Regions from separate parts of the Mus musculus genome. Here all the other regions are linked to region 1. The links are chromatin contacts, called in public HiCAR-type, HiChIP or PLAC-seq and promoter capture Hi-C maps. All regions are on one chromosome and are shown on one strand. Each heading gives the region's core, a stretch centred on a gene start, on an enhancer-like site or on the middle of the called end of the contact. The rest is flanking DNA. Distances are from core to core; before and after follow the strand shown. Region 1 holds the start of Sox4 (SRY (sex determining region Y)-box 4). Region 2 overlaps Cdkal1 (CDK5 regulatory subunit associated protein 1-like 1). Region 3 overlaps Cdkal1 (CDK5 regulatory subunit associated protein 1-like 1). Region 4 overlaps Cdkal1 (CDK5 regulatory subunit associated protein 1-like 1). Region 5 overlaps Cdkal1 (CDK5 regulatory subunit associated protein 1-like 1). Region 6 holds the start of Cdkal1 (CDK5 regulatory subunit associated protein 1-like 1). Region 7 overlaps Cdkal1 (CDK5 regulatory subunit associated protein 1-like 1).

What was found. Promoter capture Hi-C pulls out the DNA fragments that hold promoters and counts their contacts. HiCAR-type assays count read pairs that join an accessible place to other places. HiChIP or PLAC-seq counts read pairs in DNA pulled down with a chosen protein or histone mark. Capture Hi-C pulls out chosen DNA fragments and counts their contacts.
Region 2: an H3K4me3 HiChIP or PLAC-seq map of pro-B cells shows a contact between it and region 1, with 7 times the contacts expected there. The contact joins the enhancer-like site here to the promoter of Sox4 in region 1. A contact is called at or near these places in 11 of 39 promoter capture datasets (the C10 cell line, the HPC-7 cell line, HPC-7-derived erythroid cells and 7 more), 2 of 15 datasets of contacts at CTCF or cohesin (large pre-B cells and pro-B cells), 13 of 484 Hi-C or Micro-C datasets (the HPC-7 cell line, Sertoli cells, Th1 cells and 9 more), 25 of 115 datasets of contacts at active chromatin or transcription factors (the 230-238 cell line, the SCID.adh cell line, T-cell acute lymphoblastic leukemia and 19 more) and 1 of 9 other capture datasets (adipose tissue).
Region 3: a contact with region 1 is called in a promoter capture Hi-C map of pre-B cells. The contact joins the enhancer-like site here to the promoter of Sox4 in region 1. A contact is called at or near these places in 17 of 39 promoter capture datasets (the 3T3-L1 cell line, 3T3-L1-derived adipocytes, the C10 cell line and 10 more), 1 of 15 datasets of contacts at CTCF or cohesin (large pre-B cells), 18 of 115 datasets of contacts at active chromatin or transcription factors (the 230-238 cell line, T-cell acute lymphoblastic leukemia, craniofacial prominence and 13 more) and 1 of 9 other capture datasets (liver).
Region 4: a HiCAR-type map of kidney shows a contact between it and region 1, with 7 times the contacts expected there. The contact joins the enhancer-like site here to the promoter of Sox4 in region 1. A contact is called at or near these places in 4 of 39 promoter capture datasets (the 3T3-L1 cell line, the HPC-7 cell line, hippocampal neurons and 1 more), 1 of 15 datasets of contacts at CTCF or cohesin (pro-B cells), 6 of 484 Hi-C or Micro-C datasets (cerebral cortex, cortical neurons, forebrain and 2 more), 20 of 115 datasets of contacts at active chromatin or transcription factors (the 230-238 cell line, the NIH/3T3 cell line, the SCID.adh cell line and 16 more) and 2 of 9 other capture datasets (adipose tissue and macrophages).
Region 5: a contact with region 1 is called in an H3K4me3 HiChIP or PLAC-seq map of bone marrow-derived macrophages, with 8 times the contacts expected there. The contact joins the enhancer-like site here to the promoter of Sox4 in region 1. A contact is called at or near these places in 10 of 39 promoter capture datasets (3T3-L1-derived adipocytes, the HPC-7 cell line, HPC-7-derived erythroid cells and 7 more), 7 of 484 Hi-C or Micro-C datasets (LSK cells, the N1E-115 cell line, cardiomyocytes and 3 more), 25 of 115 datasets of contacts at active chromatin or transcription factors (the 230-238 cell line, DN3 thymocytes, the HPC-7 cell line and 20 more) and 4 of 9 other capture datasets (adipose tissue, embryonic stem cells, liver and 1 more).
Region 6: a promoter capture Hi-C map of adipose tissue shows a contact between it and region 1. The contact joins the promoter of Cdkal1 here to the promoter of Sox4 in region 1. A contact is called at or near these places in 15 of 39 promoter capture datasets (the C10 cell line, the HPC-7 cell line, the SN4741 cell line and 11 more), 1 of 15 datasets of contacts at CTCF or cohesin (the NIH/3T3 cell line), 33 of 484 Hi-C or Micro-C datasets (B cells, the C3H10T1/2 cell line, CD8 T cells and 22 more), 30 of 115 datasets of contacts at active chromatin or transcription factors (the 230-238 cell line, the SCID.adh cell line, VIP interneurons and 21 more) and 4 of 9 other capture datasets (adipose tissue, liver, macrophages and 1 more).
Region 7: an H3K4me3 HiChIP or PLAC-seq map of neural progenitor cells shows a contact between it and region 1, with 16 read pairs. The contact joins the enhancer-like site here to the promoter of Sox4 in region 1. A contact is called at or near these places in 17 of 39 promoter capture datasets (the 3T3-L1 cell line, 3T3-L1-derived adipocytes, the HPC-7 cell line and 11 more), 1 of 484 Hi-C or Micro-C datasets (bone marrow-derived macrophages), 21 of 115 datasets of contacts at active chromatin or transcription factors (the 230-238 cell line, the SCID.adh cell line, T-cell acute lymphoblastic leukemia and 17 more) and 2 of 9 other capture datasets (embryonic stem cells and macrophages).

Annotation. Positions count from the first base shown.
Region 1 is chr13:28,952,421-28,955,184 of GRCm38.p6, forward strand. It overlaps Sox4 (SRY (sex determining region Y)-box 4), which reads right to left and starts at 1,279. Exons shown (of 1, transcript NM_009238.3): 1 at 1-1,279. The coding sequence starts at 601. All of the region lies in intron 1 of Gm46405 (a long non-coding RNA gene), which reads right to left.
Region 2 is chr13:29,736,456-29,739,488 of GRCm38.p6, forward strand. The region is part of intron 5 of Cdkal1 (CDK5 regulatory subunit associated protein 1-like 1); the gene reads right to left. Among named protein-coding and RNA genes, the nearest start is that of Cdkal1, 120 kb to the right of the region's middle. Within about 2 kb of position 1,691, at least 46 of the 459 cell types and tissues checked have an H3K27ac peak or open chromatin away from gene starts, as enhancers often do. A contact at or near this core is called in the 230-238 cell line, the HPC-7 cell line, embryonic stem cells and 3 more, where this site is marked.
Region 3 is chr13:29,714,084-29,716,808 of GRCm38.p6, forward strand. All of the region lies in intron 6 of Cdkal1 (CDK5 regulatory subunit associated protein 1-like 1), which reads right to left. Among named protein-coding and RNA genes, the nearest start is that of Cdkal1, 140 kb to the right of the region's middle. Within about 2 kb of position 1,473, at least 30 of the 459 cell types and tissues checked have an H3K27ac peak or open chromatin away from gene starts, as enhancers often do. A contact at or near this core is called in the 230-238 cell line, heart atrium, pre-B cells and 1 more, where this site is marked.
Region 4 is chr13:29,687,642-29,690,455 of GRCm38.p6, forward strand. All of the region lies in intron 8 of Cdkal1 (CDK5 regulatory subunit associated protein 1-like 1), which reads right to left. Among named protein-coding and RNA genes, the nearest start is that of Cdkal1, 170 kb to the right of the region's middle. Within about 2 kb of position 1,415, at least 4 of the 459 cell types and tissues checked have an H3K27ac peak or open chromatin away from gene starts, as enhancers often do. A contact at or near this core is called in kidney, where this site is marked.
Region 5 is chr13:29,768,395-29,771,297 of GRCm38.p6, forward strand. The region is part of intron 5 of Cdkal1 (CDK5 regulatory subunit associated protein 1-like 1); the gene reads right to left. Among named protein-coding and RNA genes, the nearest start is that of Cdkal1, 86 kb to the right of the region's middle. Within about 2 kb of position 1,422, at least 115 of the 459 cell types and tissues checked have an H3K27ac peak or open chromatin away from gene starts, as enhancers often do. A contact at or near this core is called in the HPC-7 cell line, the N1E-115 cell line, adipose tissue and 14 more, where this site is marked.
Region 6 is chr13:29,854,243-29,857,099 of GRCm38.p6, forward strand. It overlaps Cdkal1 (CDK5 regulatory subunit associated protein 1-like 1), which reads right to left and starts at 1,431. Exons shown (of 16, transcript NM_144536.3): 1 at 1,321-1,431; 2 at 656-699.
Region 7 is chr13:29,805,677-29,808,410 of GRCm38.p6, forward strand. All of the region lies in intron 4 of Cdkal1 (CDK5 regulatory subunit associated protein 1-like 1), which reads right to left. Among named protein-coding and RNA genes, the nearest start is that of Cdkal1, 49 kb to the right of the region's middle. Within about 2 kb of position 1,440, at least 11 of the 459 cell types and tissues checked have an H3K27ac peak or open chromatin away from gene starts, as enhancers often do. A contact at or near this core is called in neural progenitor cells, where this site is marked.

The DNA.
Region 1 (2,764 bases), core at 29-2,528:
CCAGCTTAGCGTGGGGCTTGCCGACCGAGCTGCCCGCCACCTTGGGGCCACAGCTCTTCTTGGGCGCGGGCTTGGAGCTGCCGCCCGCGCCACCCCCCGCGTGGCTGCTTCCCGCGTGGCCGCTGCTGCCCGCGACCTTGTCGCCCTTCTCCCCTGGCTTGGCTGTGGCCGCCGATCCCGCGCCCGCGTTGCCCGACTTCACCTTCTTTCGCGGCCGGTACTTGTAGTCAGGGTAGTCAGCCATGTGCTTGAGGCGCAGCCGCTCCGCCTCCTGGATGAACGGAATCTTGTCGCTGTCCTTGAGCAGCTTCCAGCGTTTGCCTAGCCGCTTGGAGATCTCGGCGTTGTGCATGTCGGGCGACTGCTCCATGATCTTGCGCCGCTCGATCTGCGACCACACCATAAAGGCGTTCATGGGCCGCTTGATGTGGCCACTGGGCGTCTTGCACCAGCTGGGGTCGTCCGCCTTGCCGCCCGTCGACGCGGTGGAGCCAGGCGTCGGGGAGGACGCGATGCCCAGCTCCAGGCCGGCGCCCGAGTCCGAGCTCTCCCCGGCCAGCAGAGCCTCAGTGTTCTCCGCGTTGTTGGTCTGTTGTACCATGGCCCCGGCTTGCCGGGCGCCCACGCGCGCTCACACGCTCGCGGCGCGGTCGCCGGGCCCTGCGGGCTCCCCGGGGCGGAGACCAGGGTCCCCTGAGCGGCGCGCGGGCCAGGGGCGGCCGCCTCCCGCCGCCAACCTAGAGTCCCCGAGGCCCTCCGTCCTCCCTCACCGCTGAAGTGCTCCCTGCGGGCACCGAGGCTGGAGTCGGCCGCGGCGAGGAGTTTCTCCAAACGTTGGTAGCCGGAGTATCTTCCAAACGCAAGTTTCTCGCCGCCTCCGGGGCAAGTCTTTCCCCCACCCCTTTCCCTGAAGCAGTCGATTGCAGTTCACGAGAGCTCGCGGTAGCTCAGGAAAGCGACATCGTCTCTAGCGCCTAAGTCCCTTTCCTGCAGTGCAAAGCCAAAGCGACTCTGGCTCCGGGACTCTCTGTGGGCGGAATCGGCGCTGAGGAGTTGGTGCAATTATTTTGTTGCAAGGTAGGAAGCCAAGAAGCTTGCATGCAACAGACCGGCATGAATAAATGTATGTTTCTCCCTCCCTCCTGCAAGAAGGGGAGCTGGTTACCGGCAGAGTTCCCCCACTGCAGACTCTCTAAGAAACAGCGTGCAAGAACTGGAAACCGGGAGGGAGACGGCCCTCTTCCCCTCACTCTGTTTCTCTGGCTGCAGCTTAGAGCAGACCCCAATTCCGCCTCGCGCTTCTTTATCCTTTCTCAGACAGCCAATCAGCCGCTGTAACTAACGCTTCCTCGTGCCAAGCCCCTCCCCCGTCCTTCCCATTGGCTTGGAACCCGATGCAATAATAATCTCCGCGTGCAATGAGAAGCTCCAAATCTGACCTCATTCCAATTTACAGAGCAAACTTTTTAAAAGGGCTAGAAGTACAGCTGAGATTTCTGCTGCCTCTTTCCCCCCCACCTCCGCCTTTTGCTGGGTGCGCGCGCGTTTGCCTCTGTGTGTGTGTGTGTGTGTGTGCGCGCGCGCGCGCGCGCACGCACGCGCATGTGTGAAGAGGATGTTAATGCATGAAGTTATTAAGGGGAGAGACGGAAATGTATTCTAGCCATTATGTTAGATAACAAGGGGCTTGGAGGGGGGGTAAGGGTGAAATACTGTAAATGGAAGCTTTCTGCTTAAAAGCCGAGTGATTATTTTTATTAGTTCTTTTCAGCCCAGGAATAAAGAATCAGCCTTTGGTGCAAAATCTCTTTTCTTAGCCCCTTCTTAGAGCTAGAGATGTAAGTGGGGGGAGCCACAATAATAAATCAATGGATATTGAAAACCATTAAGAAAGTGGTACCTAGACACCTGTCATCACAATTATTTTAACAACTCTGGGTACAGAACAAACGTTGGTGTATTGTGTAAATCCCTTCAGGATGCTATCTGTGCTGTTTGTGAAAGGCAGGGTTTTTTTTTTTTTTTTCTTTCTCCCCTTTTCAGTAATTACTTACTCTTTTTGCCAAACAGAGGTTAACTAGTTATTTAATGATTTCACTTCCCCTATAAATCCTGGGTAGGCCAAACAAGATTTTCTGTGGAACGCTAAGGCAGTGGCCCATAATTACCTCAATAAGAGACTTTGTGTGATTTCTGTATAGGGCGATCATGGTGAATACAGGATGGGATTGACTTCACTTTCTAAATGTTTGTTTTCCACAATATCCAAAGGATAGATGGGTTCGCTATGTGCTCTCCTTCCCCCTCTCTTTCTTACCCATTGTCTCCCGTGTGTCTGTGCTACTTGAAGCAATTGGGCCTAAAAGACCAAGAAGAGAAAGGGGTGGCACAGGGGAGTGGGCTGCTGGACCTATCTCAAGTCCCTCTCCTGATCTTTCTTTCTGGGTCTCATTGTCCTCCTCTTCTGTGCTTTGGGAACCTTGTGAGCTTTATAGAGGGCTTGTGTTAGTGCCCGGTGAGTGTGTGATTATAAACCACGGATGTGTGTCCTGAGCCCTCTGGATTCTAACACACATTCCGAGTTCTCCCTAATGCAAATGCCACTTCTAGTAAGAGCAGCACGATGTTCGAGAGACTAAGGTGGGAGGTGGTCACCGGTGGTGAAACGTAATCGAAAGCCCCTTTGGTGGTCCCCGTTTGTTATCTCAGTACTTGGGAGGTGCCTTCAGGAAGATCAGGAGTTCAAGATCATCCGCTGATGCTT
Region 2 (3,033 bases), core at 441-2,940, 780 kb after region 1:
TAAAAAAAAAAAAAAAAAAAAAAGCCATCTCAGAGCAGGGGGAAAATGAGCAAAGTTTCTAGCCAACACTTTCTAAACAGGAACGGCCAAACACTGTCCTGAGATCAACAACAGCTCACTCTGCAGCATATTCCACTGAGGACCCAAATCCAGTCAATGTCTCCTGAACATGAAGTAGCTGACTCCCAGCAATGTCAGATGCAGGCAGCCTTTTCTTCCGTAGATAAGCAAAGACTTGGGGAAAGAGAGGGGACTTTTTTAAAAGAAAAAAAGGAACTTTTTAAAGTAATAAACTCCAAAATAAAAAATTAAAACAAAAAGTCCAATGTTCAGTCTCAACAGTATCAAAAGCTCTGACAACCGAGAGGGAAGGTGGCCACTGGCTGCTTCGAGTTTCCGAAGGAAGGAGAAGTCATCGGTGAGCAGCCATGGAACTGCTGTTTGGAGGAAACAGTGAGGCCTGAGAGAGAAGCACCATGACAATGTACGTTAGATCATTTGAGACAGGACAGTAGGCAACTGTAAGTAGACATTTTAAAGGTTACCCTTATACTATTTTACATATTAAAATCATAGGCCAGTGGATAATATCATTATGGGACTATATGAGACTGGGTTGGATTTTTAACCCAGAGCTCTTTTAGAACGTACATTTTCATAGATGTGGCAGAAAACCATAAGATTTTTAAAAGCATGTTTGTTATTCAAATTCCATATATCTACTGAGTATCTCCTCTTTTAAAAATACACTTGTTAGGTTGGAGCTGGAGCTGGGGCTGGGGCTGGGGCTGGGGCTGGGGCTAGGGCTGGGGCTCCATAGTCGAGTACTTTCCTGGTAAGCAAAGGGCCCTGGGGTCACCCCTCTACAAACAGAAAACTTCAGATAAGAAATGCCAACTCTAGGATCATCCTTCCATGTGTGAGGAGTGCTTGCTTATCCTTAACTGCAGAACACACATGTAACACATATGTAACAGCCATAGCCTTGCTATGGTGTCCAACAGAGCCATCTCCATCTCTACCCTTCAGCCCAACACCAGTGTTAGTCATTTTTTAATTACTTCTAGCAAGTTCCAAAACCTTTGAGGGGCCACATACCTCACAGGCTACCACAGTAGCTAAGCAGATAGGTAGGTGCACAATGGCAGCGGTTACCGTACTGCCAAATGCTGCACGTATCCCTTTTCAATGCTGTAGATAAGAATAAGCTATCCTCAGATGCTTATGTTAACAGTGGCAAAAGTGCTCTTCAGTTGCAGAGCAGGAACTTTAAAGGGAATTTGTTTCCTTAAGTCAAATACCCAGTAGCCAACTACTCCAGAGTTCTGTGCTACAGGATGAATGGTTTGCAAAACCAAAACAGATCTCAACAGCCACATAGCCAAGGAAGCAACCACAACTCAGGGCCACTCATCAGACTGCTAAGGAACAAAGTCCTAGCAGGTGGCCATCCTCTGCTCCAAATTCAGCCATCCTGCACATGACATTATCTTCACGATTTGTATGCGGTCGTTTTGTATAATGTAACCCCTGGTATCCAATTTTCAAAATTAAGACAAAACTGTCTTTAATGACAGGCAAACCACAAGAGGAAACATCAATGATAAAAATAAGTCTGCTCAGAGCTCAGTGAAAAGGGCCCCTCCCAAGTCCCAGAGGTACCTGCCAAGCCTTACCCCACCCTCACCTCAGTATTTGTTCAGTGAAGCAGTGCTGTGCCTGGAACAAATCCCGAGGCCTAGTCAAACACCAGGTGGTACACCAGTGTCATTTTTTAAGTAACAGATGGCTCAAACTTTTCTTGTTTATGACATACAGCCAGGACTTACACAAGTGAAGCTGTCTTCCAAGTTCTTTATACAAGTAGCACAATTACTCATGTGACTCACCACTTCGAATCATAAAGACAGCAGCAGGTGGGACAGATGCAGGGCTCCTGGATTATTTATGACTTTGCATAACAGACAGAGAAACCATACACATGAACACAGATGGAGTCAAGTGCAGTCACATATTCAATGGTATTTCATTTCCTAGGTCATAAAGTCTGGAGGCCAAACCAAGTGAGCGCTTTGGTTTGAATAAATAAAAGTAAAATGTTACGAACCTAAGATGGAAGTAGGGAGAAGAGAGGTGTGTCCAGTGTCCTTCAAATCTGAAGGGCATTTTCACTAAAGGTTTAGGAATGGAAAGTAAGTCAAAGATTGCTGGGCCAGGAGTTTGCAAGGGACTTTCATTACCTGCATATCATTTCAGTTGTTATTAGGACCAGGTAATCTCACTGAGTTTAATTTATTAAACTGCATCACAGATTCCTTTATAGTAGAAATACACACTTGAGTACTGTGTGTGTGTGTGTGTGTGTGTGTGTGTTCAGTACCATGGTTTCAAGCATCAATTGCTCACTGTGTCTCTCTTAAAGCACAGGCATCAACTGGGGATTGGTGGGACAAACACCTCCCCCAAATTAGAGCTGTATATCAAATTCATCAAAAAATGAGGGGAAAGCTTGAAGCAAAGTAAAAGAAGTTACCCTAAGTGATTTTCTCCCTGTTTCTCTCTCTCCCTCACCATGTCCCCACTAAACAACACTACAGCCAGGGTCTATCTACCTCTATCAAAGGCTAGTAAAGGCCTGAGCATCTTTGGACAAAGCAGCAGAATTAAGGAATTGACAGGAAATGTGTGAGCTTTCCAACAGGGCCCATCGGTCTCAGCCTACTTCACTCTAAAGTGCCTGGCCCATGCTTTATCATGAACATGACTCTAGCATCACCTCAGCTTTCTCATCCCTGACAATCAAGCATACAATGATTGATGAGGCCTATGGGTAAGACCCGCTGCCCTTGGCAGAGTCACAGACAGGTTCAAATGTTTGGTGATGCCAGTACTGTTTCACCTGTAGCCACTACTGGGTCCACGATCCAGTTCTTCTATCAACCCATAAAGTTTGATTAGCAATACAGGTAGAAACAGAAAGCTGGTCCCAAACAGATTTGAGACCTGTTGTGCTACCAAAACATGCGGCCAAGT
Region 3 (2,725 bases), core at 223-2,722, 760 kb after region 1:
AGCATATGGGGCCTGTTTGAAAGCTGTGACACCAGCAGTGAGTGAGATCTGCTGCTGCTGCTGATGATGATGATGATGATGGTGGTGGTGGTGGTGGTGGTGGTGGTGATGATGGTGGTGGTGGTGGTGGTGGTGATGCTGATGCCTGCAATACAGTCTGACATTTTCTCAATTAATCACAGTTATCATATAACCCAGCAGTTCTAAATCTCTACAACAGAAATGAAACCTATACACACAAAAAGCCTGTGCATGGTGTTCAAAGCAACATTTAAAATGGCCAAAGGCTGAAATACCCACCAACTGATAATGAAACATACACCATAAAAGAGATAGGAGCAATGAGACATGCTACATATGACTACACAGAGTGGGAAGTCAGGGTGGCCCTCACAGTGTACAACCCCATCAGAGGTCCAAGGGGCAGCAAGGTAGTGGCTGTCCAGGGATGGCCAAGGGGGAAACAGCCAGGTGCACTAGGGAGCCCAGGCTTCTTCCACGAGTAAGGCGTGTTCCGACACTGTGTGGTGATGGTCATAGACTCTACCCAAACTACCAACTACAGGACTACACACTGCATGCAGTTGGATGCACTGTGTGAAGTATGAATTGTATCTCAAGAAAGCCATTACATCTAAAAACAACAACAAAAGATGAAATTAGCCGAATGTAGTACTATGAAGATCACTAAAGAAAACAACTGAGGAAAGCATGCAGACTGAGGGACCCTGAGGACCTCACAACTCTATGCAACTGTGGACAGCTGGGAGCTTTGCAGCCATAAAGGACAAAAGACCAGGAAGAAGTGTGTATAAAAACAGAATAAGAAACCATTATTTTTACTTAATTACAAAGAAGCAGAAAAGAAGTTTATTATGTAATTTGGGAAGCTATTGTGTCCATTTGCATTGATAAGGACAGTGGAGAAAATATGAAGGAAAAAAGGCAGAGAGAAAGAGGGACCACAACCACAGGCTGAAGAGGAAGAAGGCCAAATTGAGTGCAGGTGGGAGGAGGGGACAGAGCAAAGACAGACCCAAACCCCCCTTGAAGAGGGCACAATAGACTGAATTTCCACTGGAGAAAAAGGAAAGCCATTCTCAGTTAGCACCATAAATTGCAGCCCTGGATACACAAAAGCTTATTCAACAGCATATCATTCAAATAAAGTACGTAAAACAGTATCTTGTGCCCTTCAGGCAATTGACTATAAATATACAGGGGAAAACCAAAACAAAACATGCAGCATGTTCCCTTACTGGCTCCATATGTTCTCAATCAGGAAGCAAGGACTTGGTGACCAAACAATTCAGAAATAACAGTACTGAGTCACAATGCTGAGAGACTTTCAAAGGGCCCATGCAAATATTTTACTCTGCTCTCAGAAAAGACTTCAGGGTCACAGCTGAACATGAAGGAGGAAACAAGCCAACATGCTGGTACCTAAAGCAAATGAAAGGTGCTGTTCCCACATCTCCAAACTGTTGAGAGTTGAGCTTTCCCCAGGGGCAGAGATACTCACAGTCGTGCCAGGCACTGTGTCAGTTACCAACCACCTGTGGTCACTACACACTCAGCTGAAACACTGAATGTTTAACTTAAGCCATGTGCAACAGGAAGGTTTTAGGAATCGTAAGCCAGCAGATCACTGTGCAGATCAGCTGTTAGAAGCCAATGAATACCTCAAAGACAGCTTCCCAGTTGGGCTAGAAAAGAAGGCCACATGCCCATGTACCCAAGAGACCAGGCAGAAGGACTCACTCCACTGCACACATCGAGGGTATTTTTCCTAAACAGCCTGCGAGACAAGCCAGTGGGTAGAATCATAAAGCCTACATTTAAGTAATTCTTTCGCTTCGGGTTGCATGCTAGTATTGAACACGAGTTACCACTTTTAATTATAAACATTCTGGGGAATCAAACTCAGGACACCAGGCTCGGCAGCAGGCATCTTTATCCACTGAGCTGCCTCACCTACCCTTATATAAAACAGATTTATTTTCAAGATCAAGGCTGAGCTTCCTGAGCAGATCTTCAGTAAGTTGGTGGGAAAGAAAAACTGTACCATGTAGTAAGGAAATACTAACTGAACACAACTACACTCTCAGGGAAACTTCTTAAACATTTTCCACTGTGACTCCTTTTATTGCCTAAAAAAAATTTTATATAAATCTGAGGATAAAGATATACATTATACATTATAAAATAGATATATAAATCAAACATTTACCGATAACAATCATAAGAAATTTACTTTAAAATATTTTATCAGCATATAATTTCACCATTTATTTAAAATTAAAGAAAATTTGCATACCAATGAGCTAGAAGGGTTTGCCTTTAAAAACACAATTCAAAGATGTATACTGATTTGATAGATTAAAGAATGATCATAGGAAAATCACAAATGTCTTTATTTTTCTGTAATTTAACCATTATATTTCTTGGGAAGAAGAAAGTTTTATGTGTACCCGAAACGCTCAGCAGTTCACAACATGTGTAGTCCGAAAGCACTGTGGCTCACAGCAGGCATGTGTAGTCTGGCATCTGTGCTAGGTGGTTCAGGCAGAGGTGTTTACTGGGGCTGTGCAACCTGACAGCATGCTCAGTATAAAGTGCAGATATGTTCCAAACCAAGACTACAGTGAAGTCACATGATACAACACTGGTAAGCACTGCCAGAAACATGGCAGACTGGCTACATGGTGATGTGAATTTATTTTTA
Region 4 (2,814 bases), core at 165-2,664, 740 kb after region 1:
ATACTAAAACACTCTTAGTAAAGCCAATACATAAATACTATCATCAAGTTAATAACACCCTAGCTTATTAAAAAAAAAAACTCAACTTGATCTGAAATGCTCAACTTGTTCCTTGACAAAAAGTAACTAATACACTCCACTAATATACTTTTAAATTACAGATTCATATGTGCATCCGTGTAGGCATGAGTACAGGTGCCCTTGGAGAATGGAGGTTCTGATACCCTGAAACTCCATTTATAGAAGTTTGTAAACCACCAATCACAGGTTCTAGGAAGAAAACTTGTAACTGCTAACCATTTAAAAGTAATTTCAAGTAAGTTTCTTAAAAAAGCAATTTGCTCCACCGGCACTAAGGGTTAAAAACTGAAATCCAAGCAAAGATGTTACAAGGTGATAGTGTGGAATGACACTCGTGGGGCGGCTTCCGTGTGAGAGAAGTGATAAGACAGCAACCGGCTCAGCAAAGTGATGGCGACTCACATCTCACAAGGCCTACTGCGATTTTAGATAATATGAATTGACTTAACATCAAAAATGTGCTTACTTACTTACTTCCAAGGGTCAATTCTATATTCACTGATGTAAGAGACAAGACTGTGAGTTATTGCAAATACCTGCTAGCTTCAGTATTCATTACAGTGCCATCAACACAACAACTAAATCCATAGGAGAAAAGTTCAGATCGCATAGAGAAACTTTAACATGATGCTGTTTGAGACAAAATTGTAACACAATACTTAACAGTTTTGGAATAACTAATATATGGCAAAATTGCAATGACCTTAAAATAAACCATTCAGGAGCCAGGGAGCAGGTTCACTAGGTAAAGAGTTTGACGAGTGAGTGTAAGGATCCATGTCTGATGCACAGCCCCTACGTACAAACTGCAGCCATACTCTTATGACCCCAGTGTTGAGATAACAGAGACCAAAGGGTGTCTAACCTCCCTTGCCAGCCAGCCAGGCAGTAGAACTGAACTGCTGAGCACCAAGCTCCATGACAGACTCTACCTCAAACAATGAGGTAAAGAGCAAAAGTGATGCACATACCCAGCACTAATGTCTGACCTATGGGCACGCGTGCACACACACACACACACACACACGCACACGCGCACACGGGGAGGAGGGGAAGGAGGAAACAGTACAGCAGAAGCACCATTCCGAGTCTGAGAGAAAAGCAACAGCTGAGATGAAGGAAGCAAACAGCCTTGTGGTGATAAGAAGCTCAGTCACCGCTCACTACAAATCACTAAAAACCCTGCTTCACTTCGGGTTCTGAGTTTCTGTCCGAGCCCCTTCACCCTCAAAGCCGAAAGCCAGAAATCTGTTCCACAAAACATTCCCCAGTCGGTTAACTGCCACCCAGGGGGATGTTAATGAAAAACCAAGAAACTCTTCTACCTTCTGTGGACTACAGCAGCAGTGTGAGGGGTGAAACAGACACAGGGAAGTCTGAAAAGGAGCTGGCCCATGACAGGGTGGACACACATGCAGGAGAAATGCAGGTACGTGGAGCTGGCTTAGAGAAGCAGAAATGCAGGTACCTGGAGCTGGCTTAGAGAAGCAGAAATGCAGGTACCTGGAGCTGGCTTAGAGAAGCAGAAATGCAGATACCTGGAGCTGGCTTAGAGAAGCAGAAATGCAGGTACCTGGAGCTGGCTTAGAGAAGCAGAAATGCAGGTACCTGGAGCTAGCTTAGTTAGAGAAGCAGAAATGCAGGTACCTGGAGCTAGCTTAGTTAGAGAAGCAGAAATGCAGGTACCTGGAGCTGGCTTAGAGAAGCAGAAATGCAGGTACCTGGAGCTGGCTTAGAGAAGCAGAAATGCAGGTACCTGGAGCTGGCTTAGAGAAGCAGAAATGCAGGTACCTGGAGCTGGCTTAGAGAAGCAGAAATGCAGGTACCTGGAGCTGGCTTAGAGAAGCAGAAATGCAGGTACCTGGAGCTGGTAGAGAAGCAGAAATGCAGGTACCTGGAGCTGGCTTAGAGAAGCAGAAATGCAGGTACCTGGAGCTGGCTTAGAGAAGCAGAAATGCAAGTACCTGGAGCTGGCTTAGAGAAGCAGAAATGCAGGTACCTGGAGCTGGCTTAGAGAAGCAGAAATGCAGGTACCTGGAGCTGGCTTAGAGAAGCAGAAATGCAGGTACCTGGAGCTGGCTTAGAGAAGCAGAAATGCAGATACCTGGAGCTGGCTTAGAGAAGCAGAAATGCAGGTACCTGGAGCTGGCTTAGAGAAGCAGAAATGCAGGTACCTGGAGCTGGCTTAGAGAAGCAGAAATGCAGGTACCTGGAGCTGGTAGAGAAGCAGAAATGCAGGTACCTGGAGCTGGCTTAGAGAAGCAGAAATGCAGGTACCTGGAGCTGGCTTAGAGAAGCAGAAATGCAGGTACCTGGAGCTGGCTTAGAGAAGCAGAAATGCAGGTACCTGGAGCTGGCTTAGAGAAGCAGAAATGCAGGTACCTGGAGCTGGCTTAGAGAAGCAGAAATGCAGGTACCTGGAGCTGGCTTAGAGAAGCAGAAATGCAGGTACCTGGAGCTGGCTTAGAGAAGCAGAAATGCAGGTACCTGGAGCTAGCTTAGAGAAGCAGAAATGCAGGTACCTGGAGCTGGCTTAGAGAAGCAGAAATGCAGGTACCTGGAGCTAGCTTAGTTAGAGAAGCAGAAATGCAGGTACCTGGAGCTGGCTTAGAGAAGCAGAAATGCAGGTACCTGGAGCTGGTAGAGAAGCAGAAATGCAGGTACCTGGAGCTGGCTTAGAGAAGCAGAAATGCAGGTACCTGGAGCTGGCTTAGAGAAGCAGAAATGCAGGTA
Region 5 (2,903 bases), core at 172-2,671, 820 kb after region 1:
CTTTTAAAACCAACTCTAACATTCTGGGCCTGGTAAATAAGAGAGAGAGAAATGAAATGTGCACCTTACTGCAGCAGCATTTACACCTTGTAGGAGAGACATCAAGTCAGCCCCCAATAAACAGACTCTGTTCCTTTCTTACAGAGCTGTAAATCTGTTGAGAGCAACAATGGACTGCATCCAAAAGAAAGAAAATCACACTGCGTCTCCTGGCCTCTTTCACATGCAGGTGGTTCTCTCATTGAGGGTCCAGACAAGAGAGACAAATACTGGTATTGAGTAGAACTTTCTAGAAAGCACCTTTGAAAAAGAGGTACTTTCACCTGGCATAGTCCTCTTTTACTTCCTACTTTTGGGCAAACAGGTGTTGTAGCTGGGAAGCATAACTGTTTGACACCATAAGGAAAGAGCCACTGATAATACAAACACCTCAGCCTCTCAGATCCCACAACCGGTAAACCCAACTAACAACTTGGTAACTGTGGAGTTGGCACTATATCAGGAAACTAAATCCCCCTACCTTATTTAAGCCTCTATTTATTAGGTTTTATATGACATTTTCTGAAGTTAAGTGCAAAGTAATACAATCTAATAAGAAAGAGATACAGAAAAGGTTCTTAGAAAATCCACAGAGGAAGACATTTGTATGATGGAGGCAGAGGGCAGAGGGGATCAGGAAAATAAATGTCCAGAGAAGCAAATATACAAGTCAGTCCATTCATTTGTTCAAGGATCACCTTCCTCCACTGTATGAGCCACTGACACTGAGGGCTGAGGGGACACAGGCAAGAAGAATCTTATAACAGAGTTACCATAAGGGGAGGACACCCAACCAGCACTGGACTGTGCCTACCCCTTCTTTCTACTACTCATCATGAAGTTACAAAGGAAAATGAACTCTGAGGAGGATTCATATCATGGCTATTACCTCAAAATCCTAAAGTATTCACCAGCCAAAAGCTGGGCTACATATTGCCTGAAGATTGTATTTTTCCTCCACTGCCACTCTAACCAATTTTCCCAAACCTCAAAAAAGTCAGTGTACTATCTAGGCAACTAACTTCATTAGTGTGCTCCAAAGAATACCCAAAAGTATAAATATTCCATATTTGGATAGCATGTGCTAAGTGGAAATGTGGTTTGTTTGTTTGTTTGTTTTCTTTTTCTATCTATTATCAGCTATTAACAACTCTATGGAAAAATTAAGAAATATCAGGTTTGTCATACTTGCAGAATAAAATAGGGAGAAAGTCTTTTCTGGGCTGTTTATAAACACACAAGATTTAGGAGAATGTCATTCAAACCAAAACAACAGGAAATCACTCTCGCTCAAAGATCGGGCTTAGATCACGGTGAGTTCCTCTCCAATCCTGCTAAAGCAAGTTTCTGCATGCCTTCCGGAGCCTCCGCCTACAGAGCTGTTAGGCCAGCGGCCAACACATATATTTAATTATGTAAGTATTCAGTGCTGTCAGCCAGCTGCTGCCGCTCTTAATACACTGACCTCTTTCACTCCTCCTCTTGCAGAAACCGGCAAAAACAAAGCAACAGTTGATGCGGCAGTAATCATGAAATATGCAAAATACTATTCTCCAAAAAAGGTTTCAGATAACTACACAATTCAGCTTTGCATTTTTAAAGTGATTTGCTCCCTCTCAAGTGCTTTTCTGTTCCTTCTTTGCAAATGCAATAACTGATCTAACTGGAAGTTCCTTTTTGTTTCTATACCTTAAAAAAGTCAACCATGAATTCAAGTATATTTTCTACTTTCTTGTCACCAAATTTCTCACTGGAACACACACGAGGCAATTGCCTTCCATCATTCCATCCATGTCTGTTCTGTGCTTACAGGACAAGCAACGGAACACATGGCCTATATGCCCATCACTCTCAGTCCTCGTTTTCAAAAGAAAAAAAAAAAAGTAAGTTTCATTTGATGTCCCTAGAAAGTCCATTCTGCCAGTAGTACCCTCAATTCCAAAGTAGCTCCAAGGGCTGGGCAGGTAGCAAAGCCCCCAGAACAGCAGAGAGCAGACTAAACAGAACTGAGACACATAAATAAATGCAAACAAAACAAGTCCACACATGGGGGATGATAACCAGAGCTAACCGTGAACAACTCACCAGAAAAGTGGGACTTCATCAGCTCAGGTTAGCAGCACGTGTGCTACAGAGCTGAGGCACCTCACTGACAGTCTCTCTTTCCTCACAGAGCTGTGTCACCCCTCACTCTAGACCCTAAGGTACCAGGTTAACTTTCCCAAACAATTCCTTCCTGTCTTCTGTTGGCAGAGATCTGGTGGCTTTTTCTCACTCACAGAAACTATAAACAAGTTGATGTTCAAATGTAAGCCAGTGCTGTGGTGTTAATAGCAGACAACACGGGAGTGACAATAGCTTTGACTGGGACACTGACAGTGAGCTGAGAGACAGTGTCAGCAGGAGCATGAAAACTGAACTGAGGCAAATTAAACAAACATGCACACAGTGAGAAATAATCATGGTGTCTCAGACTCAGGCAAAAGACCATCGGTCCTTCCCTGTGACTCAAAATGACCCAGAAGTACAATCCAGAAAGTACCCTAGCTGGTTTAGTTGGGTAGAGAAAAAGGTCCTGACATTCACAGCCCAGAGCTACCAGCATGGCCAGGGGACTCCAAGGCACAAGGACTCATAATGTTGTCATAACATCCCTCAGGAAAGAAACTGGAGACCAACTGTGACCAAAAAAAAAAAAAGTAGGCTTTCACCTCTTCAGGACAAGAGAGGCAAGTTACTTCCTAGCCTCGACAAGGACCCACAGCAACCTTGTGGAACCATGCTCAAAGAACCTGTAAGTACCTTACTCTATAGGAGGAACAACAATATGAACTAACCAGTACCCCCAGAACTTCTTGAGACTA
Region 6 (2,857 bases), core at 181-2,680, 900 kb after region 1:
TGCAAGTTTGGTCTATATAGTGAGTTCCAGGCTAACAAGGGATAAACATTAAGACAACATCTCAACAAATTTAAAAAATAAAAATAAATTTTAAAAAAAAGAGAGAGAGAGAGGGAGAGAGAAACAAGACAACCCAGCTAGAAGAGGTACAGAAACAAGCCTTCAGGAATGCCATATTTGGGCTGCAGAAATGGCTCAGAGTTAAGAGCACTGATTGCTCTTCCAGAGGACCAGGGTTCAATTCCCAGCAACCACATGGCAGCTCTTACCTGTCTGTAATTCCAGGATCTGATAACCTCACAAAGACATACATGCAGGCAAAATCCCAGTGCACATAAAATTATAAATACATATTTTAAAAAAAGAAAGAAAGTCATATTTAACAGCCAGGTAGAGAAGTAGGATATAACAGGGACTAAGCAACAGCCAAACAAGAAAACAGATGTGCCACAAATGGGAAAGAGAGCATGTCTCGCTTCTTAATGAAAATGAAAAACTAAGGAAGAGATACAAAAATGTCTCTCCGATGAAGTTATAGGGAAATCTAGTTTTCACAAAATGATACTGGCTAATTACTAAAAACTTAAGACATCTTTCTTCATATTCTAATGCAGAACTAATTACTCAAATATTAGAAACTAAAATAAACCAATACCTTGATTTTCTGAAATTGGTCTCAAGTCCTCTTGAAAGATGAATCTGAAAAATTAAAATTAATTAGAAAATGCGAGTACCCTATAAGTTCATAAAACCAGTGTATGACCTCTTTACAACTTCCTTAAAAAAAAAAAAAAAAAAAAAAAAAGGATGCATCTAGCCACTTTTTAAACTGCTACCCTGCACTGTAACACCTGAGCACAATGAAAATCACCAAGTAAGAAACAAGTGATCCCTTATGACACAGGAAAGTTTTCTAAGCAAGGGAGCAAAGAAAAGAGGGGAAGGGGGCGCAAAAACACAAGCGACCTCTGCCCCTATGCCCAACTTCAGTGCAAAACACTCATCTCCTGAAGCCCTGATCGCGTAGCACAAGTACATTCACGGGTAAAGCGAGAGGGGAAATGAGGCTAGAGCAGAATGGAAGTCCCTGACGTCGCCAGCCAGCAGTGTCTGCCGCCACGCCGGCCTCTCTCCAGGCAGCGCTCCAGAGTCCGACTCTCCACGCCAGCCGCCAAGTCTTTTCCAAACTGCGAGAACAAGCGGGCGATCGGCCCAAAGGAGAAAACCTGCGGAAACGAAGCTCCGCCCAAAATGCAGCTCGGCCCACGGTCGCTGAGCACTGATCCATTTGCCCCAGTATACACAGATCCAGAACTTCACCTGTCCGAACTGAGAGGAAAAAAACCACAAGCCCCTGCCAGGAAACTGCACAGACTTCAGATGGAGAGCGCCATGACACTTGTGTCCCGCCGGGCTGATTTGCGCATGCTCCGCGACGGTAGACCGGAGAGGTCAAAACAGATCGTTGTTTCAAGTTTGCGTTTGTTTTTATCTATAATTATTACCACATTCTTCTACAAACAAAGGTGAAAATACACTCCTACCTCATTATGTTAGCTTATCAACTAACTTCTGCTAAGTTATAACCTTATAACTTGTCCTGCACAGTTAAGAGATTAACATAAACATCTTGCCATTTATTATTACTACTCATTATTCACAAAAAGGGACTGGAGACTTTAAATACTTACCAGAATAATTACCTCCGGAGTAAATCATTTTCATTACATTCATTACATTTTATCAGTTCCCTCCTCTATCTATCTATCTATCTATCTATCTATCTATCTATCATCTCTATCTCTTTTGAGACAGCATCTCTCTATAAAACCTTAATTGCACAGTCACTCATTATATGGAATGAACTGGCCTCGAACTCACAGATCGACCTGCCTTTACCTCCAGATCTCTAGGATTAAAAGCATGCTCCACCATGCCCAACTAATTTCCTTCTCTTCTATAGAGAAGAATAACTAAAATAATAGTTGTTCTATCGAATAACAGAAGTCAATTAACACCAAACTCGTGCCCACATCTACCTCCTACTGCTGGGATTACGGTTGTGGCCCACTGCAGTAGGCTTATATTTCTGCTTCTGCAGAGACAATTCAGCCGAGGTAGTCAGGTTTCATTTAATAATTCCATAAGAATACATAAGAAGAAACCTTTATACTTTCTTTGTCAGTAATGCATAACTTTATATTTAAAAAGCAAAAAGAAAGGAATGATGTGAAAAATATGGAACAAAATCTTTATGTTTTCAAAGGGATGAAGATTTTTGTTGAAGGATGAGTGGTTTAGCAGTCTGTGTATTGGGACCCAGGGACTTCTGCATGCTAAGCAAGCACTGTACCACTAAGCTGCATCTCCTGACCCTAGGTTTGTTGTTGTTGTTTGTTTTCTTGCTTTTGTCTCCATAGTGAAAACTGAATGGGAAAATGTTAGCAATAATAAAACCAATGGACAAAGGAATAATAAATCCAGAAATTACAAAAAATTAAAAACAGATTTAGTTTATAACTTTAGCAATTATCGGTTGTACTATTGAATTTAAACCAATCAATAACTTTTCATGAGACACAATGTGTGTGAGTTTAATTCGCTCTTTAAAAAGTGCATATGAATTGTTTGTGCAGAGATTGCATGGACATAATAGCGACAGTCTTAAGACAGATAAGTCTATTTCTTAGGCGAATGGGACAAACGTAGATGTGAACTGTAGGGATTGGGCATTAAATGTGCTGTGATTTACATTGACTTTCCACAGCCTGTGACCAAAACCCAGCTCTAATTTCAAAACAAGGGGTGCACATAAGAATCGATGTTGGATACAGGGACTGTGAAGATTGATCCTGTA
Region 7 (2,734 bases), core at 190-2,689, 850 kb after region 1:
ACTTACAGTGATTTGACTCTAATATGCATGACAGAATAAGGGAAATGTTACTTCAAAATAAGGATGAAATTCAGTACCCAGGTGACCTAGAAATGACGCAAACGTTATAATTCAGACAATAACACTAGTGTATTATAAACTGTATGTTAAATACATTCAAATTTGAAGTGCAGACTTATAAGACATTAAGAGGGGAGAGCTGAAACTGAGCTGCTGGGGTCCTTCGGCTGGCAGAGAGAGCCCTCTCTTGAAAGGAGAGAGCTGCTCCTTTCTTGACTGGTCAATTCTTCTGTTAACCTTTAAGACTAAGGATGGAAGGGGTAAGAAGTGCCCAGAGGATGCCATGCCTAGATATCCTCTCCCTGGCACCACTGTAGGACAGAAACTCAATTCTCCCTTGCTCAGCAATCAGCATCATTCAGTCTTGTAAGGCTTCTGTTGTTGTTGCAGTTCATTGATCATTTGCTGAGGGGAGAACCCAACCAGCCAAGGAGCAGCCCTGTCTCCCGATCCCATGGAACCACCGTTCTCTCCATGGAGACAGTCTCCCTCTCAGGACCATGACCTCCCAGACAGCAGAGGCCTGTGCTGACATGGCAGAAAGTGGAAGTTGTACCAAACAGGTTTGATACTCAGACTCTCATCAGTGTGAAAAGTATCAGACATAAATGAGTTAAGGAGAGGAAAGGTTATTTGGACTCAGCCTCAGAGCTTTCAGTCCACAGTCACTTGGCCCCATGGTTCCGTGCCTGCAATGAGGAGGCTGTGCACTCTCACACTGGCCAGGAAACAGAAAAATATAGAGGCAGAGAACAGGGTGGATAAGATACAGCCCTGAAGATATGTCCCCAGTGACCTACTTCCTCAGGTAGGCTCCACCTCCTACTTTCCAGAAACTCCCAAATTAATGCCACAGGGTAGGGAATCAAGCCTTCAGTACAAGAGCCATGAGGGAAGAGCACATACAAACCATAATGTGAATCACTAGTTAAAATAGCAAGGAACTCCCAACTTTTACCCCCTGATTTCCAAGGCCATGAGTATGATTACTAGAGATAACACATGCAATGGTCTTTGATTCACAGTGCACACTACACCCTGGGAAGAAGCAAGAACATCCTTTTATGGTACTTCCTCTCAACTAGCACTGTGCTACAGCCAGAAGGAATAAAATGCAAAGTGCCCTAAGAGTGGATAGAGATTTCTGAATCCACAAATAAGGGTGCTGACAGAATATTCTAGGTAGAGGAGGAAAAGCCATAAGCAGCATAGATGACTATTCCAGTAATGATGTATCTTTTCCTTCCCCGTGATGGAAAAGGTCCAATATAATTTAACCACCAACAGATGGCTGGCTGCTTCCCTCAGAGAATGGTGTCACACCAGGGACTCAATGATGGGACTCTACAGTTGGCAGAGTAGGCATTCAGCAATAACATCAGCCAGGTCGGCCTTATTACAACACTAACAATAGTCCTTATTGTTGAACCCATGAATAGGTTTTCCCACTGCCAACACAGCCATTTATTCGTGGGCCTGTTGCTTAAGCCCTAAGATGGAGAGGAAGAGGACAGCCATGGACACAGCGAACTGCAGTCCTTCTCCTTCCACTTGCCTGTCCTTCACTTCTCACCCATCTTCAGATCATACAGAAAAAGCATTAATAAATGTCCACTCGCCACTGTAGATTTTGATCTGTCCAATCTTCTCTCACTCTGTAAATAATAGGTGGCCACTCATACTGCTACAAGTTCTGCCAACTGGGGGTATTTTTTCCCACTGTCCTTCATGGTCAGTCTTGTGAGGAACTTTGATGCTGTGGTGTCCAATTCTGAATATATGAGAAAATCCTTCACTCATTTGTAAACCAACTCAAGCTTCTCTGTTTTTTAGTCAACTGTCATGGCAGCAACTCAGGAAGCCATTGCCATGAGCAGAACGAAGTAGGGCAGCAGCTGGCACCAAAGGGTCTGACGCACTCCTTAGAAGTGATGTCCAGCCCTGGTCAAGCTTGGTCTCCTAGAGACTTTTTCCCTCTGATAACAGACTGCTACTATGCATAGCCAAATGGGTCAGAAATGAGATGAGGAACTGTCAGAGGGCAGATAGGAACGGAGATAACAACTGGACTGTAAAAACTAAAAGAAATTTTAAAAATCATTAATTAAAAAAATTTTTTTTCAAGCTAAAGTCTAGTAGTCACTGATTAGTGGCTAAAAGGGGCTTTAGATTGGTTCCATGTCCCCTTCTATGCTGATGGATCCAAGCAGGCAGTAGGAGACATGGTAGGAGCTCAAACACGCTCCCACACTAGACACGGAAGTATTTTAGCAAATTACTTCAGCCCCTTTTAAGACTCCCATTTGTATCTATAAGATAGCATCGTAATGCTATCTAACTCACAGATCACTGTGGAAGAGCACATGCAGGTACATGAAAAACCCTGCCCAGTGCTTCTTATGAGGCAAGTCCTCAGCCTTACATTAGCTACTATCACTAATGCCTGTCAGCAGCATTATGAAATCAACTTTTCCATTAGGTATTCCTACTGCTTTTTTAATCATGGTTAACCATCTGGCAACCCAATAACAATTATGTATAAGTAATAAACATGGCAAAGAATAATATGGTGAGAGGCACTGGTTAAATAAATGGGACTTGGCTTTCAGGCTGCCAGGAACTCATTCACTGGCTTGGCACAAGCCTCCCATGTATTTGAGCCTCCATTTGCTGA